Linked DNA regions of Oryctolagus cuniculus: region 1 is linked to region 2. Evidence: chromatin contacts called from public Hi-C data. All regions are on one chromosome and are shown on one strand. Each heading gives the region's core, a stretch centred on a gene start, on an enhancer-like site or on the middle of the called end of the contact. The rest is flanking DNA. Distances are from core to core; before and after follow the strand shown.

Region 1 (3,085 bases), core at 15-2,514, 550 kb before region 2:
CTGTCCCTTCCACCTCCGTGGAAGGGCAGTTCCCCCTGGCCACATTCCCCACTTACGCAGGGGAGCGGCACACCGCCGGCCTGCTCTCTCGGGGGCTGCACAGGTGTTCCTTCAGATGTTCCCCTTAGATGTTCCTGGTGAATGCCGTCTCTCTCCTCCTTTATAGTCCTCCTCCGCCAATCCCAACTCGGCTGCCCACACGCCGAGTACGCTGCTCTCCTCCAATCAGTAGCAAGTCCTACAGTTTATTGGTTGAACTGGAGGCAGCTGTGCGGAAGCTGTTTACTTCTCTCCCAGCACCATATTGTGGGAGAGCAGATGCATAGAATAAGTCTTAATTCCAGTAACTCAGTCCAGTCCGGGGCTGCTCCCCACACTAGACAATCTGTTCTAATATTTGTGTCCATTTATGATGTAGTCATGGAACCATAGATATTAGAACTGATTGAGAGCATCCAGCTTAACTTAATAAATTGGTTGATGAGGACTGTGAGCCCAGAGAAGATAAGTGGCTTCTTCCTCAAGGTTATACAGATAACAAAATTCAAATCCTAGGTCTTATTGATCCTAAATTCAGTGTTCCTCTCACCACATTGTACAACATATATATATATATATATATATAATATATAAATACATATATAACATAATGTATACATATATTTTAAAGATTTTTATTTATTTGAAAGACAAAGTTTCAGAGAGAGACAGAGATCTTCCATCTGCTGGTTCACTCCTCCAGTGGCTGCCAGTGGCTGGGGCTGGACCAGGTCAAAGCCAGGAGCCTGGAATTCCTTCTGGGTCTCCTATGTGGGTGCAGTGGTCCAAGTATTTGGACCAGCTGCTGCTGCTTTTCCCAGGCACGTTAGCAAAGAGATGGATTGGAAGTAGAGCAACCAGGACTTGAACTGCACATATATGGGATGCCAGCATCTCAGGTAGTAGCTTAATCCATTATGCCAGCCGCTAAAATATTTTTAAGTACTGCTGGAATTAAACTTACACCCATAGAAATGCCCATTTACTGATTGAATTCCAAGCATCATTCATTTCTTTTTTTTGTTTGTTTTGTTTTTTTTGTTGTTGTTGTTGTTTTGACAGGCAGAGTTAGACAATGAGAGAGAGAGACAGAGAGACAGAGAGAAAGGTCTTCCTTCCATTGGTTCATCCCCCAAATGGCCGCTGCAGCCGGTGCGCTGCGCTGATCCGAAGCCAGTAGCCAGGTGCTTCCTCCTGGTCTCCCATGCGGGTGCAGGGCCCAAGCACTTGGGCCATCCTCCACTGCCTTCCCGGGCCACAGCAGAGAGCTGGACTGGAAGAGGAGCAACTGGGACAGAATCCGGTGCCCCAACCGGAACTAGAACCCAGGGTGCCGGCGCCCCAGGTGGAGGATTAGCCTAGTGAGCCACGGTGCCACCGGCCATTTCTCCTGCTTCTTTAACAAAAACATTAAATATATTGGTTTCCAATTCAGTATCACACTGAAAGTATTTACATTCACTCATATTTTGTGTCCAAGAATTAGAGTTTTTGTCTACAAACCATAGTTTGCATTTTAAACTATAAACTCCTGGATGGCAAGGATCTTGACCATGTTCACTTTTGGTACAGCCCATGTAGAGTGCACTGTGGAACCCTAAGCAAGTATCTCAGCATGAAGTGCTACTTCTTTCCAGTTCTTTCTAGATTATATCCATTTATAGATAGATGATAATGATGATGGATGGATGGATGGATGGACAGATACATCCATCAGTCGATCAACAGATAGATAGATGTCTTTGTGGTCTGGGGCAGCCCCATGCTTGTGTATTTTGTGTGACATACATTCCCTATGAGCATTTGCTATGTGAAAATCATGATAGCCCCATTCTTCCACCTTCTTTTTATTAGGCCCAGACTTCTACCAAATAGCTGAAGAAACTGATCACATGGAAGGCATTTTTATATAGTCTTTATTTAAAGGATTGGTTTCAGTTCTTCATAAAACACAGCATAATTATGGAATCTGAAAGTTGGAAAGCAATTTCTTATGTCTACCCTGGGAAAAAAATTTAAATAAAGAATTCCTCAACAACCCTCCAACAACTACCACAGGTTACAGCCTTTAAAATGAGTTATTTTGTATTTGCTGTAGCTTTTATTGCAGTGCAATCATGTGACTTCTATTTGTGTCTCCTGTAGGAAGAGCATTTAGCAAATCGTAATGGGTGGTGGCCAACACTGGTAGAAAAAGCAGCTCTGTTTTCTTAAGATCTTTTAATAGCTACTTATAATCTTTGGAAAAGTAGATTTTTTTTTTTGCTTCTACTGAAATTTTTAGAAAGAATTATCATGAAGTAAAAGGAAGTGAATGATATCAGAATTAATTAAAGTCAACCTTGGAGATGATTTGCTTTGAAGGGCAAAACAGGGAAACAAGTGTTCCCAGGCAGGCTGTGAGACAGTCTCGCAGGTCGTGCTTGCCAGAGTTCATCAGAAGCGACTGTAATGTGGGGAAGAGGGGTGGGAGCTCACCCGTGGCTTCCAGAAGAGCTGTTCCTGAACTCTAATGTGAAGCATAATGGGGCACCCTCATTCCTTTACTGAAGGGGGTCTACAGTGTACCCCTACCGTTCCTCTGGCATTTAGGAAATTCCCTGGAGAAATGAGTTTCTTGATTCCCTTGTCCTGGGGGCAGCACAGTGGACAATCGAGGGCCGAAAAAGGTTTCCCAGAGAGAAAGCCGCACAGCATTAAGGCAAAATCTGGCTGCAGAGCAAAGCAGGCTGAGCGAGCTTCCCCTGCTAGCCTGTAGGTGGGTGTGTTGAACAGGAGGCGGCAAGGGAACCGGCCTGTCAGCCAGCCCTTCGAGCTAATTAGCTCAGCACACAACAAAGATAAGTGAGCCTGGGAGGAGGGCCCCCTGAGGGGTCCTCACTTTCTGGGAAATGTCTGATTGGCAGATGTTAAAAGGGATTCTTTGGTAATCCAGTGCATCAATGAGCTGCACAGATTCAGTCCAGGACTGCAAGAATCCAGGCATGAGGACACCCTGTGCAGGAGGCGCGCACAGGCAGACCCGAGATGGACAGAACCCTGGAAT
Region 2 (2,700 bases), core at 46-2,545:
GTGGACTAATATTGGATTAGGGTCCACACATCTGCTGCCCTAGAGGGTGGAGGGGAGGAGAGGGGAGGGATAGGGGCTGGGCATGAGCCCTCACCTGGAAATCTGCTCCCCTACACAGAGGCGGGCCTTGCTACGGTCCCCTTGCAGATGCCTTCACTCCCCCGCCCAAAGGAGCTTCTGCCCTCCGTGGGGCTGACCTGGTGGCTGGACCTGGTTGTCGTCCAGCTATGGAAATGTGAGCCCTTCAGCTGAATCGCTTGCCACACTCTTCTCCTTTGCCATACACCACACACAACTGCTTAAACCACTAAAACAAGCTTTACATTTCCCTAGTACAACACTTCATATTTTTTAAAGAGACTTATTTGTTTGAAAGGCGTAATTACAGAGACAGAGGGAGAGACATGGAGAAAGAGAGAGAGAGAGAGAGACTTCCACTGGCTTGTTTACTCCCACGAATGGCTGCAATGGTCAAGTTGGGCCAGGCTGAAGCCAGGAGCCTGGAACTCCATCCAGATCTCCCACGTGGGTGGCAGGGACCTAGGCAGTTGGACCATTTTCTGCCACTTTCCCACTGCATTAGCAGGGAGCTGGATCAGAAGGGGTGCATCCAGGACTCACGTGGGATGTCAGAGTTGCAGGCAGTAGCTTGCCCTGCTTCATCACAGTGTTTTAAATGCACTGATACTGATGCCTGCTTAAAGATACAAAACATACATACTGAAGGGGGGGTAGAGTGGCTGCACTCTGTCTCTTCCTATCTTAGCTTTCCCGTACTGAATGCTGTCTGCGGTGCTTCCCAATGTAAGGCACTTCACGATGGCCAACGTGTGAGAGTGCCCAGTCGGGGCTTTCTCCATGAGACTTAAGGGATGTGCAGACCTCCCCCAAATGGTGCACCTGCTTGTGTATGCGGGTGTGGACTTTTCTAAGGAGAAGGTCTTCAGCTTTTACTACATTCTCAGGGGAGCCTGTGACTAAAGACATTCAAGAACTACTAGGTAGAGTGAATAGGATCTAACTGGGAATATATATATACACACATATATATATATATACATATACATATATTTAATGAAAGGTGTCTTTGTTTTATAAGGTGATTCACAGTAGCCACCTGTGCCAGGGCATTAGCCTGTGATTCAAGCCGTGGCCTTGGCCTTAGTGGCCCAAAGGAGCAGGTAAAGAGCTACGAGGAAGGTGTGGTCAGTCAGGGCAGCTCCCGGGAAGCGCAGCCCTTAGTTCCAGTCCTGGGCGCCACGCCCTGTTCTGAGAAGCCTGGCGTCACCAGATCCAGAGAGAGGAGCCCATTGCCAAAGGCTTTCTCATTCTCTTGGCCAGCAGTCTATCTCACTTATGACTGGTTTCTCATTTCTTTCTTTTCTTTTTTTTCTTCAATTATTTATCTGAAAGGAGAGAGAGAGTTCCCATCTGCTGATTTACCCCCACCCATGCTGGCAAATGACCCCCTCTCAGTCAGGCCAAAGCTGGGAGCAGAGAACTGAATCCAGGTCTCAAACGTGGGTGAGAGCTGCCCCCTAGGGTCTGCATCAGCAGGAAGCTGGAGTCGGGTGCCAGATACAGGAATCGAACTCCGGGAACTCTGGGGCGAAGGGTGGTGTCTTCAGCACGAGGCTAAACACCACCCCTAAAGAAGCATATATTTTAACTCCTTTCCCACGGACTTTTTGAAGCGTCCTCATCTTGCAGCTGAAGGTCTAAGACCTCGGGGGTGGGTTCCTACCCCGAAAGCACAGTTGGCAGCCACGTGACTTAGGAGGAGTGGTCTGACCGCCTTACCTTGCAGTTCACTCTTCTGCTGGGTGAAGGGGATGCTTCTGCCTGCCCCATGGAACTGACCTGAGAATCGAAAGTGACGAGAAACACAAAACAATCCGCTCAGGCATCAATGTGGCAGGCCCAGAGGAGGACGGTGGCCATGAAAGAGGCCAGCAAAGCACCTGCTCTGCTCCTTGCCAGCCCTGACCCTTGCGCAGGACTCACAGATAGGGCCAGAGTTATCAGAGGCACCTGCCTAGGACACTGTCCCCTGCGTGTCCCTTCCATGCTACAACGGACGCTTTCTAGAGCCACAGAAGATCATCTAACACCTTGAGGCTGGCCTGTGAACTCTGACAGTGGGCCGGGTACATGGCTTTGAGTCCCAGTACTGTGGCCCCTGTTCTCTGTCCCCCCTCTTTGTCAGAAAATGCTTGAGTCAGGAGCTGTTTAGTAACAGGTGCGCTGGTGATCTCTCCTGAGTCTTTGCTCAGGAGATGGCGTTCCTCCAGCCGGCCCCTCTGAGGCTCCTTGGCCTGGACCCTGAGGCCCAGGGGGCACAGCAGGGCCAGCTCTCTCTTGGTGCCAGTCTCTGTCGTGGGCAGCCCACATTGCTCCTTTCTGTTTCGCTCTCCATGATGGCATTGCCATCCTGGTTGAAGCAATGTGGCAGCCAGCGTTGACTACATCAAGCAGATAGACTGTTATCACAGGGTATGGGCAGAGGAGGAGGTGGAACTTCCCCGGGACAGCGAGCAACACCGAAGGCCAAGGCCAAGGCCGCTCAGCATACACACAGGCTTACTCTCGTGAGTGACCAGAAAGCAACCAGGTGTAAGGAAGCCATTCTCCTTCTCAGTTGATGGAGCAGTGTTTTCACCTCACCCAGCTCAGGATGGGAACCTTAGAGACAATGGATAC

What was found. Hi-C and Micro-C count contacts between places; a contact is called where the count stands out from the background.
Region 1: a Hi-C map of embryonic fibroblasts shows a contact between it and region 2, with 5 times the contacts expected there. The contact joins the promoter of LIX1 here to the enhancer-like site in region 2. A contact is called at or near these places in 2 of 6 Hi-C or Micro-C datasets (embryonic fibroblasts and skin fibroblasts).

What each region holds. Positions count from the first base shown.
Region 1 is chr14:19,809,147-19,812,231 of mOryCun1.1, reverse strand. It overlaps LIX1 (limb and CNS expressed 1), which reads left to right and starts at 1,264. Exons shown (of 6, transcript XM_002713928.5): 1 at 1,264-3,085. The coding sequence starts at 3,067. The region is part of intron 10 of RIOK2 (RIO kinase 2); the gene reads left to right.
Region 2 is chr14:19,258,241-19,260,940 of mOryCun1.1, reverse strand. No RefSeq gene overlaps it. Among named protein-coding and RNA genes, the nearest start is that of CAST, 100 kb to the left of the region's middle. Within about 2 kb of position 1,295, at least 1 of the 8 cell types and tissues checked has an H3K27ac peak or open chromatin away from gene starts, as enhancers often do.